2 separate regions of the Anas platyrhynchos genome follow, and region 1 is linked to region 2. The links are chromatin contacts, called in public Hi-C maps. All regions are on one chromosome and are shown on one strand. Each heading gives the region's core, a stretch centred on a gene start, on an enhancer-like site or on the middle of the called end of the contact. The rest is flanking DNA. Distances are from core to core; before and after follow the strand shown. Region 1 has its middle 110 kb from the start of GPAM. Region 2 has its middle 170 kb from the start of GPAM.

What was found. A called contact is a pair of places that touch in the nucleus more often than the background predicts.
Region 1: a Hi-C map of small yellow follicle shows a contact between it and region 2, with 3 times the contacts expected there. The contact joins two enhancer-like sites. A contact is called at or near these places in 2 of 8 Hi-C or Micro-C datasets (F5 follicle and small yellow follicle).

The regions. Positions count from the first base shown.
Region 1 is chr6:31,609,957-31,616,258 of IASCAAS_PekinDuck_T2T, reverse strand. No RefSeq gene overlaps it. Among named protein-coding and RNA genes, the nearest start is that of GPAM, 110 kb to the left of the region's middle. Within about 2 kb of position 4,033, at least 2 of the 8 cell types and tissues checked have an H3K27ac peak or open chromatin away from gene starts, as enhancers often do. A contact at or near this core is called in small yellow follicle, where this site is marked.
Region 2 is chr6:31,557,506-31,563,773 of IASCAAS_PekinDuck_T2T, reverse strand. No RefSeq gene overlaps it. Among named protein-coding and RNA genes, the nearest start is that of GPAM, 170 kb to the left of the region's middle. Within about 2 kb of position 4,058, at least 3 of the 8 cell types and tissues checked have an H3K27ac peak or open chromatin away from gene starts, as enhancers often do. A contact at or near this core is called in small yellow follicle, where this site is marked.

The DNA of each region.
Region 1 (6,302 bases), core at 2,784-5,283, 53 kb before region 2:
GAAACTTCCCTTTTTGACAATCTTCATCTCTCTATTCTTAATTAATTTCTCTAATTGTAGGAAGATAATTGCAATGTCCTCCTTCCCTGTTCCTTTGCAGAATGGCATGAAAACTACTATTATGTGTAGAAAACTACTACTTCATGTAGTCAGCTTACTTGCCATTATCTGTTTCTGGCACAGTATTATTGCTTCTTGCTTTTCAATTAAATGATGAGTGGTGAGCACACTCTTTACCTTTATGCCTGCCCAGTGCCTAATCTGGAGAGGGAACTCCAAGTGCTGCTTTAACAACAGAAATTTGAAACACAGTACTAGTAGGCTGTGCAAAGGTACAGCAAAATTTGTTTGAGGCTGGTCTAGGAAAATAATTGCTTCAAACTGTGGTCAGGTTTAGAGTATCACGCTGCCTTCCCCACTGCAAAGTACTATTCCTGGCTCTGTGCCTCCAACTGCTAGGAAGCTATTTAATTAGCAAGCTAGAATAACTATAAAAAAACACTTAATCACTTGTAGGTGTTAGGCATGTGGGAAGTTGGGAACCCAGTTAATATAGGAGTGGCTTAGATTTTTTAGGGGCGGGGGGGGATAACAGAAATTCAAATTGTCTGTCTCTTAGCTAGTGGGTGGCATGGTGCTAATGGCAGGGGGATTGGGTCTAGCTGATCTTTTAGGTCCCTTCCAACCCCAGCTGTTCTATGATAAGTTAGTTATGGGAAAATGTGTTGAAAATACTTGAAAACTAAAGCATTTTATTAATAAATGAGGTACAGTACCTACAGTGAATTGGAAGAAACCGTCCTTTTGTACATCTCACTTTACAGAATGAAGGGGAAGATTAAATCTCTATCATCAGAAAGTCCTATTTATCCCTTAATGTTTTAACTAATTTTTAGAGGAATTTCAGAAAGTTCTCCCATATGTTGATTTTATTTCAGAGCAAGGAGAATGGGAGAGGGAATCAGTGCCACAGCTGAACTTTGCTACTGGAAAGTTTCAACTAACTCAATTTCAAACTGTTCGGCTAGGAGAAAAGTCATGGTTTCCTCTTGTCCTGGTTTTGGCTAGGATAGGGTTCATTTTCCTCCTAGTAGCTGTCAAGGTGCTGTGTTTTGGATTTAGGATGAGAATAATGTTGATAACAGTTTTGGCACTAAGTCAAGGACTCTTCAGCTTCTCATGGTGCCCTGCCAGTGAGGAGTCTAGGGGTGCACAAGGAGCTGGGTGGGGACCATGACAGCTGACCCAAGTGGCCAAAGGGATGTCCCATATAATGTAATGTACCCCACTGCTTGAGACTGGGCTGGGCATTGGTTAGCAGGTGGTGAGAAATTGCTCATCGTGCAACACTTGTTTTGTATGCATTATTTTTATTATCACCACTATTATTATTTTTTTCTCTTTTGTCCTAATAAACTGTCTTTATTTCAACCTGCTTTTTTTCTGATTGTCTCTCCCATCCCACTGGAAGGGAGGGTGAATAAACAGCTGTGTGGTGCCTAGCTGCTGGCCAGGTTAAACCACAACACCCCTCCTAACTATCTCATCTGCCTGTTGAAAAAAGTTCTAAATAATATTATCTGTCTTAATGGACATAAGTTGTAGAGCTGTGGGATCTCTTCCTGTCAAATTTCATTTGGCATTTTTCTTAGAAGCTACTTAACCTTGCAAACCTTACTGTCATCTCTTATATTCTCCCTTATTTCAGGGAGAAAGGGCTTTGAGAAGTCAGTGACCCATTGTGTTGGCAGGTTGTTGACTTTCTTTAAAGTAAGCCTGAAATTGCCTTCATTTAAAATACCAAAAAAGGACCTTGGTGAAGCTTAGGTTATACTGAGCAGACCACCAGACCTTTGTGTGATCTGTTGGATAAGGTGAAACAGGATAGAGAGGAGTCTTCTTAAAAATGCTCTATCTTGGAGAATCATCCTGTATTCTTGTGCAGCCAATAACACTGCCAACTAGAAACCCTTAAAAGCAAGTAATTTATTCTGCTTCTCGTCCCAAAGTCCTGTAACAGTGGTCTTGGGCTTCCCAATGAGGTCACAGATGATGTTCATGAACATGTAGCTGGAGCCTGACAAACTTAACGATGTGGTTCTGTCCAGTTCAAGAACTGACCTTTCACAGATTGAAATGTAAAATACAGTAAAAACTGTGTAAGCTACTAGAAGCTGAGATTTAAAGCAAAACAACAAAAATCACCTTGGATAATACTTAGGACTAGAATTCATGAGGCTTTTGAACTGAAATGTTCAATAATTAGGCTGTGGAAGTAGGACTTCTAATAATAGGTGGCACTGGTGTTGAGTTCTAAATACTTCTATTTTTTTAGGTTTTTGTCTATAATTAATGATGATAGAAATGCTTAAGTCTTCCTATGTATGTTGGAGTTACTCTGCTCCAGTAATTTCTAATTTCTATATTTGAAGAGTATAGAATTAAATTTTCTACTTTCATATAATTTGGGAACCTGGAGATGCATTAGGATAATATTTTAATAGAAAAACTGAACTCTAGTGACTGGGTGCCTTTTCCTGGACAGTTAATGTTATAAAAGAAACTCAAATTCTGCTCCTTTGAATTTCTGCTCTCACTCAAACAGACCACCCAGCATCTAATCTGACTGCAGATGCACAAGGTGATTTTTTATTATTTTTTTTTTTTTTTACCTGTTTGCAGTATTCTGCTTATGCTTGTATAAAGAATGAGAGCTGTAGGTGAGATCTCAGTGGAAGAAGCAAACTTGGCCACTAAGGGATCTGTATTTCCCTTCTAAATTGATAGCTGACTAAATTATTTTCATATGGATGTTTTTTTCATGTCTTGGAAGTGGTACAGGGACTGTAAGACTAACATGCTGTCAGTTGTAATGGGTTGCTTGAACAGTCTCTGCTGAAATCAGGGATAGATCATGATCTGTTTCTGGAGAAACAAACTAAGCTTCCAGATTGTGGACAATGAAGATAACTGAAGTTGAAGAAACTGCAGGGTCCTTGTTTTACACTTATGGCTAACTTGCTGCATGAGATTTATGTGGGTGGCTATATGTGGTAGGAGATCTGAAAAAGCCACTGGGTATGACTGCGGGATGGCCAAATGGTGCCAGTATGTGGGATAGGTGTTAACATATGGGAAAGGGAATCCCGTGCTGTAGCCAGAAGTGTTACAGCTCTTCTGGATACAGCTATGGTGGCCCACACTTGGCACTAACAGAGCCAGCATTGAGGTGCGCTGGGTACAGAGAGGTCACTGAGAGCTGTAGAAGGTCCAAAACCATGATGTGTTGGTGACATCCCAATCAGTCTCCTTATTGTGAGGAGCCCCAGGCTGCATGGTCATTTGGTTTCCAGCAAGCTGAAAGTTTAACTGGAAATGACCTCATTTAAGTTACCGTCAGAGAAAAAATAGCACTAGAAAGTTCCATTTTCTTATTTTGTAAATGTAAAAGCTCTGTTTAGAAGGACTGAACTTTTTCTTCCTGATGTTTATAAAATGGAAATGACTTGTTTTGGGCAGACAGTCTGGGTAAAAGTTCGTCTCTGAGAAAAGTAAAAGCTTAAGTAGTAAACAGAAGAATGAAAACAACCTCCTCTTATCACGTTTTATCTTTTGTTGGAAAAATAACCTCTGTGAAAAAACATCTTTCCATCCTTCCTTTGGGCCTTGTAACTAATGAATTTATTCGTATTAACTATCCAGTTACACTACTGTTAATTTATGTGGCCATTTTCATAGGTAAACAAAGCTAACGAATGCACGGTATATACTTAAAAGCTATTTTCAGTAGTGGGACATTCTCTCCTCCTCCTCACCCCTCTACATAAATAGAGATGATCACCCTGGTAATTTTTTTTTTTTTTGCTTCCTTTTTAAATAGTCAAGTAGAGGGGCCCTCCTGCTCTGTTGCCTAGGTTATGCCATAAGATATCAAGCAATCTGCATGGTACCTGGCAATTATGTGGCAAAGCTAAACCGCAAAGTAGGGGAAAAAACAACAAGTGGTTTCAATGCCAGGAACATCCCAGTCTACAGTACAGGCTGTCATAAACAGGAGCTCCTTAAAAGCCTTCTGTGAAGGATATTTAATCCCCTTTTTCCCACTAGTTTATTTCAGTGTTTGGTACTTTCTTTATTAGCACGCTTATGTATTGATCAGTGTTTTCTATGTTGTCCTGCTTTAGAAGTTATCCAAGGCTGTTGCATCTTGACCTGGAAGAGGTGTGTGTGTGAACCCCCGGACAGTCATTGTTTTTGTGGAAAAAGTGGCCAGCAGTCCCTGTGGTGGTCCACCTCTTTTGGATTGTGTCTGTGTATAGGAAGAATCATTTCATGTAAGAAATAACAAACTAGGCTATTTTTCTAGTATCTAAAAGCTGGATTCAGTCCATCAGAGGCAGGTGGGAAAAGGTCAGATGCTAAAAAGCTAGTTAAATTGGTAAAAATAAGATCTAAGAATTAAATAACATACTAATCTATGCTAGAATATTTGAAGGCTGATGAGGTTGCTTTCTGTCCCAGTTTAGCAACCACTAGAACTGTCCTGTTAGGCTAGGTATTTGAGGCTGTATAGAAGCGTAGAGAATGAGGCTTTGAGATTTACTGCTATTTGCCAGTTTTTAATGAAGCTTGTAGAACTGAGATGAGAGTTTAAAGAAAAAAAAGTGGTGGTGGGAGTGTTCCTCACCCATGCCATCTTTCCTCTCTAAATCCAGTAGTCCAGTTATTGATCTACCACTCTATCCACCCAATGGAGTAACAGTTGGAGCTGGTAACGTTGGTCTGTTATTTTGTTGCATTGCAGAAAACACTGGATTTCTTGCAGAGCTGTGTGTGAACCAATGCCATATATAATTAGAGAAATCTTGCTAGCACTGCAGTTCTGAGTACAAAGAACATTCTGGCTAACTTGGTCTTCATGTTTTTGCTGTATGAAGTTGCAGTGTACCCTTAGCAACCACAGAATCATCTAGGTTGGAAGAGACCTCCAAGACCACAGAGTCCAACCTCTGACCTAACACTAACATGTCCTCCGCTAAACCATATCACTAAGCTCTAAATCTAAATGCCTTTTAGATGCAATCCTTAACCTGTATATAGTAGTAGAGAGGGCAGGTGAATTCCAGCTATTTTCCCAGAAAAGATGTCTCCATGGGGATAGGGTATCCCTTTTGCAACACAGATGCAAGCACTGAAGCATTCTGTAGAGTATAGGGATGAGCTGGGAGGTAAGAACAGCAATTAAACTTGCAGCTCCCAGAAGGGAAAATTCTCCCACAAGGTGCTATCAAAGTTAGCTGTCTACAATCAGTTTGCAGAACAGAGGAGTAATTTAAACTAAGGGAAGTCAGTCCCTATTTTCTGTAGCCTTTTTCATAGCTCTGCTCAATCCTTAGGGTGATGGTTAGCGAGCTTTTGTCTTCCCATGGATGCACCCTTTTTAGAAATCTCTAGCTCATGGTGAAGTAAAAAGCTAAAAAAGCAATCCTTGCTCCTTAAGGTCATCTTTTTGCCTTGCTTAACAATAGCCTACAGAGTGTTCAGACCTAAATATGTGTGAATGTGGGTTGTGTGTATAGCTGGACTGAAAAAAAAAAAAAGAAATGTATTGGCTGTTCATGTTGGCTTTTTCTATTCTGGATACAGTCAGTGGGAATCTAATGACTGCTTTAGAAGATTGCAGGAGACAATTGCTAAAGCAATCAGCAAATATGATTATAATGTCTCAGTTCAGCGGACTTTGTATTTTAAATTGAGGTGTTTCACGTCCAAATCTATTCAAAAAACATTGGAAAAGGAAAGCGAAGTCTCTCATAAATATAGACAGCTATTCCATTGTCAGTTATCCGATGTTTCACTAATAAATGCTAACTTTTCATGTTTGTTTATGTTTTGGTTTGCAGCTGTTGTTAGAGAAGCTTTGAAATAACTGAGAAGGTATATGAAAAAGGTACATGAAACAAATTCAGGGGAGACTTCTCTGATGTAAATCGTGTGAGGTAGATTTCAGCAGAAGTAGGAATTTCAGAACCTTGCGGAATCAGTCCCTTTCATATCATTAAACTGTTACAACAGCAACAGTGCTTGTACAATTACAGTAACATAATTCAGTAAGAGAAGCTTTACTTTAGACAAATGAGTTTTTTATTAGATTGGCTGCTAACTATGGGCGGGGCTCACATTTTAAAGTGAGACAGTGTTTCTGGGCTTGCACATGCAAACCATTGTTAGCCTGCAAATACTTACTCTTGGTTATAAGTGATTTTTGCTTTTGTTTTCTTCACAGATTTGTTCTGTATGCA
Region 2 (6,268 bases), core at 2,809-5,308:
ACGAATAACAGTCACAAGACCCAGTATGTCTGGTGTTGACAAATTCCTTATTTTGCAGCACTATGGCAGTTGCTACCATGTCAGGTGCTGTTTCTAGGTTTCATCCAGAACATTGAAATGATGATTCGATCCCCCTTGCCTTTTTTTTTTTTTTTTTTTTAATAATGAAAAATTTTCCTTGTTCATGGTCTGACTTTGAATTCTTACAGCTGTTAGTACAAAGATCTTCCTTCCTCAGCTGGGGCTACTGCCATACAAATTAATATAATTGGCAACAATCTGTTTGTTGTTTTTTATCATAACTTTTGAATTATGTTTAAAAATGAATTTCTTCTGGTGAAGAAGGCAAAAATCAATGGTTTATGAACAAAATTCTTCACTGAGGTAAATATAGCCGTTGGCTGTAATTGATTTTGTCCTTGTGTGTTTGATTTCTTCCACAATTCCTCTCAATTCAACTTGTTTTTTTGGTACTTGAATCTTGATCAGCAAATTCCTCTGACTTCATTCAAATTGACTCAGACTTTCAGAGTATTAGAAGATTGGTTTTGACCTTTCTATACCGAACAGCCAGTAACTTTGAGGTATTTACCTTACTTTATAAATTGTTCACATAAGGCTTACAGGAAAAGGCAAACATACATTCCTCTTCGTCCTTCCATAATACCTCAGACAGTATTGTTTTATTATACGTGACGCAGGTAATGTTCAAAACAAGATCCTAAACAAGTTGTACCTGGGCTTTTATATTACTACAGGAGGTACAGAACAGCCTCCAAACACATCTAAGAAGTACCAATTGTGCCATGCCCCTGCTTCTTAAAATGTAACCCTTTTGTTTTTGTAGAGTTACTAGGGTGAGGAGAGGTGGTTTCACCATTTCTGTGCTCGCCTTCTCCAAGAGGGGAAGAAATTCTGAATGGACTCTGTAAACTTCTTATACCACGTTTCTCATTCCTTCTGCTCTGCTGTAAGAGCCAATCTGTAAGTAAATAAATACATAAATAATAAAAAAAAAAAAAAAAAGAAACCACAAACATCAGTTGTAGTCTATTACACATGTAAGCTGAAGGGTTGATTATTTTTATCTCAGAGCCAACGGGAGCTTTGTTACTTTACCAGCAAAACTATTACTCTTGCAGGCCAGGCTTACCAGTGAAGTAACTTCAAAAAGTCTGAAAAGTCTTGGACTGAGGAATCAACTGAAATACTTCATTATTTATTTGAGTTTTTGCCTGATGCTGTGATTCTGGGATCTGCAACAAAACCACACAAAGCTCTGTGCTGTTTCAGTCAACCTGTTGGTTTGTTCCTAAATCTTTTCAGGTGAAAAGGATGTCTCTCTAAATCCCCTTCTCAGTTTTGTATTTCAGTAATTATGCTATTCCCTGGTGTGTAAGTAGACTAAAATTTTATGGACCCTGGAGTTTTGTTACCAATTCTGAGCAGTGGACTCTGCCAGAAAACTGTTTTGAAAGTGAAAATCCCATCCTGTGAAGGATCTTGAATGTTGTTTTTCTGCTGTTCAGAAGTAATCCCAAATTCAGCTGGAGATATATCTATATTTTTAAGATTTGTATTTTATTTTGGATCTTTTGGAACTGAATGCTCTGTTTTATGCTTCCTAGTATACTTCTTATAAGAGAAAGGGGGAAAAAAGGGAACAAAAAGGCTGTGATTCATCGGGGGTTGTTTAAATGCATTCCCCTCTCTCTTCATCATCTAAAAAAAAAAAAAAAAGAAAAAAAAGAAGAAAAAAAAAAAAAACTTGGCTAAATCAGTTCTTTTACCCAAAGCATTTCTTTTGATTTTTGATTGAACCGTGTTTTCCTCCAAGAAACAGAGTGTTCCAAATCAGTTCTTTGTTATTACGCTGTGGACTTTGATTTCAAGATGTAGGTTTAGATCCTCACTTCTTACAATCTCAAATATAAATCCCATACCTGATACTGGTTATTTTTCATCCTTTAACCTGATGTATGCTTTCAAGTGATGAAATAACATTTTCCTGATGTATCCACTGTTCAGACTAGCATAGAGAACATGAACATGACGTACCATGAGTTAGTACCCATTTTATAAGTGCCATTACTGTCATCCAGCTACTATTTCTGTATTAAGTGGCTTCTGTTCTGAAATACTCCATTCATCTGCATTAGAAAAATAACCGTGAGCAAGAAACTTAACAGAATAATTTTCAACAAAATATATATAAATAGCCAAACATATTAGGTCAGGTTGGTAGTGATAAAATTAGCACATATCTTGAATAAACATGAGAGATGATTTCAGTATGTGGCAGATTGGCACCTTTTTAGTTAACTTTGAGGGAGGAATTCTCAATTTTTTTTTTCCAAAATCTTTCCCTAGCCCATCTCTCTTTCTCCTCTTCTTTCTGTTACACAAACCAAATTGGTTTGGAATTTTTTCTTCTTGGCACGCTTTTCTTTCTATATCTGAATATGATTATTCCTCACTAAAATTTCAGCCTCTCACTCATAATATAGGGAAAATGATATCACACAATCTGTTTCTAAGGAGAACATACAACACAAGTCATTCTGATAACTTCACGGGAGTGAATAAGGGGATAAGGAAAATGGATTTAAATGGAATTTCATTTGATAGCTTGTGAAGCTGGCAGCATAGACAGAGCTTTGTCTTGGTGCACAACTGTCATCCTGAAACATTCAGGTGAATGCTGTGAGGCAAAGGAAAGCAGTTATTAATGTTTGTCTGAAGTATTGGGTTTGGTTCTGGTTTACCTGTTTACCAGTGGGAAGCAGAGCAGTACAGACCACAATAGAAATAATTACTTTTTTGAAAGGGTAGCTGCTTACAATGCAGTCTTGTCTTCAGTACTTCATGCAGAAATAAATGAGGGAGTGAATATTGCTGACTGCCGATGATTCTACTGACCCACTCTGTCTTACTTAACTACCAATTATTGTATTAAAATGTGCATCAGAAATTTTATTGTCAGGCTCAAATCTTTGCCCTCCTTAAACTTAACTTGTAGTTTTATTAGAGAGCATCTTACCTTAACCAGCATTAGAAAAACATCAGAAAACAACAAAATAACATAGATACAGACAAAAATATGGTAGCTATAACAGTAGTTATTATTAAGAATCAAACTACTATTGATAGGAAAAGAAGTCTGAAACAGTCTACTTACAATATAGTCTACATAGTTAGGTTTGTTACAGATAAAATAAGTACAAAAGGATGCTAGCATAACATGGACATAGTGAGAATGTGTTCACTTGTACTCAGAATTATTCTGGCCCAGTAATTTATTTTAACCTGCTAGTACTGGGAGCTGTCACTGTTGTATGTCTAGCCTGAGAGTTTGGTCTTGCCCTCCTTCCCATCATTCTGTGAGATCTCACTCAGTTACCAGTTTGTTACTGCTAGAGATCTATCAGAGAGCTAAAAGTACCAGCCAGTCATCCCAGGCAGGGTGATGTGACAGAACTTCCTTTGGAAATATTTGTCACATTCAGGTGAAGATTCTGAGATGGTCTTGGGCAATCCACTGATTTCTGAATTACCAAACCCAAGAATTAAATGCTTTGTCCATTGGCGCAGTAGTATAGCTTGTCTGTGGAACTTGCTTCCAGATTGTTTCTATATTGACCAGTAAGTAGAAATATTAATTTTAGGTTCTAGAACTGTCATTATTTCCCCTCTTCCTCATACAATGCAAATAAGACTAGGTAGAGAAGCATTTCACAATGCAATAATTTCTTCTTGAATTCACCTGTAAAAAAAAAAAAAATGCTCAGGGGAGGGCTGCAATAAGACCTAGAGGCTGTGAGATGAGTAGTTTAGGTGTCTGGTTGGGATGAGGATGCTCTGTGACAGCAGGAACAGTGTTTCAGAAGATATTCTGGAATATTTCATGAGATATTCTGGAATCCAAAAGACTGTGTTCTCTAATGCTGTAGCAGCACTTTAGCTTGGGACTGAAATGTTTGCTGCTTCCTTTATCGTATGGTCTTTTTGTTTTGCCAAGCCTTAGCAGGATGATGAAACCATTGCAGCCTTGAATAAGACAGTCTCAAGCATTATCATTGTATAATATTTCTTGGACAGCCAAGGGAGACAGTGTTCTCGTTTGTTTGTTTTACCTTTTCATTATATAGCTCTTATCTGTTTTAAAGATAATGAAAAAATCTTATATTGTTTTTCCACTGGAAGATGTTTTCCTTGAACAGACGCATACAATCATTTGTTTTCAAAATTGGTTCCTGCCCTGTAAATACTGCCTTTTTAATGCAAGAATTTATGGAAAACGTTAAGAAAAAATCATGTCACCTCTTGGTTATGAATTATTCTTTCACAGTTAGTCCCTCAGAGGTGTTACTGAAGAGGTAAATACAAAGTTCATGTCTTCACAAAAGTCAGTATGTGAGCACAGTATTCTACATGGGGCTGCCTATTTGCAAGAAATAAGTGACTGGAAGTGGACACAAATTCTACAGCCTCCAGAAGGAAGAAATCTGTCTTCCTTCTTGAGCTTCCTCGTAACAGATTTCTAGGCCCTTTGAGAGCAGTAAACAGTAAAACCAAGGTTATAATGTGCAAAACAGGGCTGAGAGAATGGTGTTGGGCAGACCTTGGTTGCAATGTCTCTTAGAGTTTCAAATACTCCAGACTTTCTGAAGAATCCTAGGTAGTCAGTCCTCACTAACTGCTAACGTCATGCCCCAGATACCTTCTATAAGAGCATATTCACATTTTTAATGATTCTCATGGTTAGCCATTCCAAGGAGGAAGACAGCACATCAAACAGAATCATAACATATCCTGAGTTGGGAGGGACCCACAAGGATCATCAAGTCCAACTCCTGGCTCCACAAAGGACCACCCAATAATCAGACCCTACATCTGAGAGCATTGTCCAAACACTTCTTGAGCTCCAGCAGGCTTCAGGGCTCTGACTGCTGCCCTGGGGAGCCTGTACCAGTGCCCAACCACCCTCTGGGTGCAGAACCTTTCCCTAACCCCCAGCCTGACCCTCCCCTGTCCCAGCTCCATGCTATTCCCTCGGATCCTGTCGCTGTCCCCAGAGAGCAGAGCTCAGCGCCTGCCCCTCTGCTCCCTGTGAAGGAGCTGCAGGCTGCCATGAGGCCTCCCCTCAGCCTGCTCTGCTCTGGGCTGAGCAAACCAAGGGACCTTAGCTGCTCCTTATATACCTTGCCCTATAGGCCTTCCACCATTTTCGTAGCCTGCCTTTGGGCACTACTCCCTGATAGTTTTACCTTCACAGGGTATTGAAGGTGAGGTTACTCAATACTTTTTTTTTTTTTTTTTTTCTTCCCAAGTTGCAATTGCTCCGTTTCCAGGAATAGCTTACTTTTCTGTTAAAGAAAAAAAAAAAAAAATAAAAAGTGAACCAAGATTCTTGCAAGAACAGTGTTTCCCAAAGAATACAGTGTTAATGACATAAAATACAATTATACTGAAATTATACTGAAAATCTGTAGTGAGTCAGAGTTCTGTTGTGGTGTTCCCTCAGTTTGTATCCATGTGTTTTATAGTTCTGCTGGATGATATCCCATGGGAGATAAAATAAATATCACATTTCTTAACGCTTTATGAAGCACAGCAGGAATTTCTGAACCTACAATCACGTTTTAGAGAAATAACCTCATTCTCTTTCTATCATCTCTCTGATAGTCCTACAATCAACATACAGATCTTCTGTCTCCCTGGAGGAATGCTAGCACACGTAAATGCCTCAGACAACTGCTGAAAGTCTCTTTTCTGAGGACTCTGTTACAAGCCTTCAGGCAGTGAGTCTGATGGATGTAATGCAAATAAACACCTATCTACTGTCAAATAGATTTTGAAAAGTTTTCTACCCCAAGAAGCTATCTTAGTATAAACAGACCAGGTGGTTCATCCAGATCATAGTTGAGGTCCCTGTAGATGCATAAGGGAGGCAATCATTCCTTACATGTTTATTTATTTAAAATCAGCTGGAATCCCCAAGACATACTGCAAATATAACAGAGAAAAGGAGAGACAAAGAAGGAAATGAGGTAGAAAATCCTGGCCTAACTAGTGGTTTTAGGTGCCAGGGCTTCTGTGCAACCAGATGATATGTTCCAAGGGTTGTCGTGTATTTGTACAAGTCTTGCAAGCTAAGTATCTTAAGACGACAATCCACCTTCCTTCTGTTTTATCTCTATCTTACAGTCTTCTTGCTCTTTGGTGTATTATTTCTTGTAAGAAGTCTTTTCATCCAGGAATCTGAGTC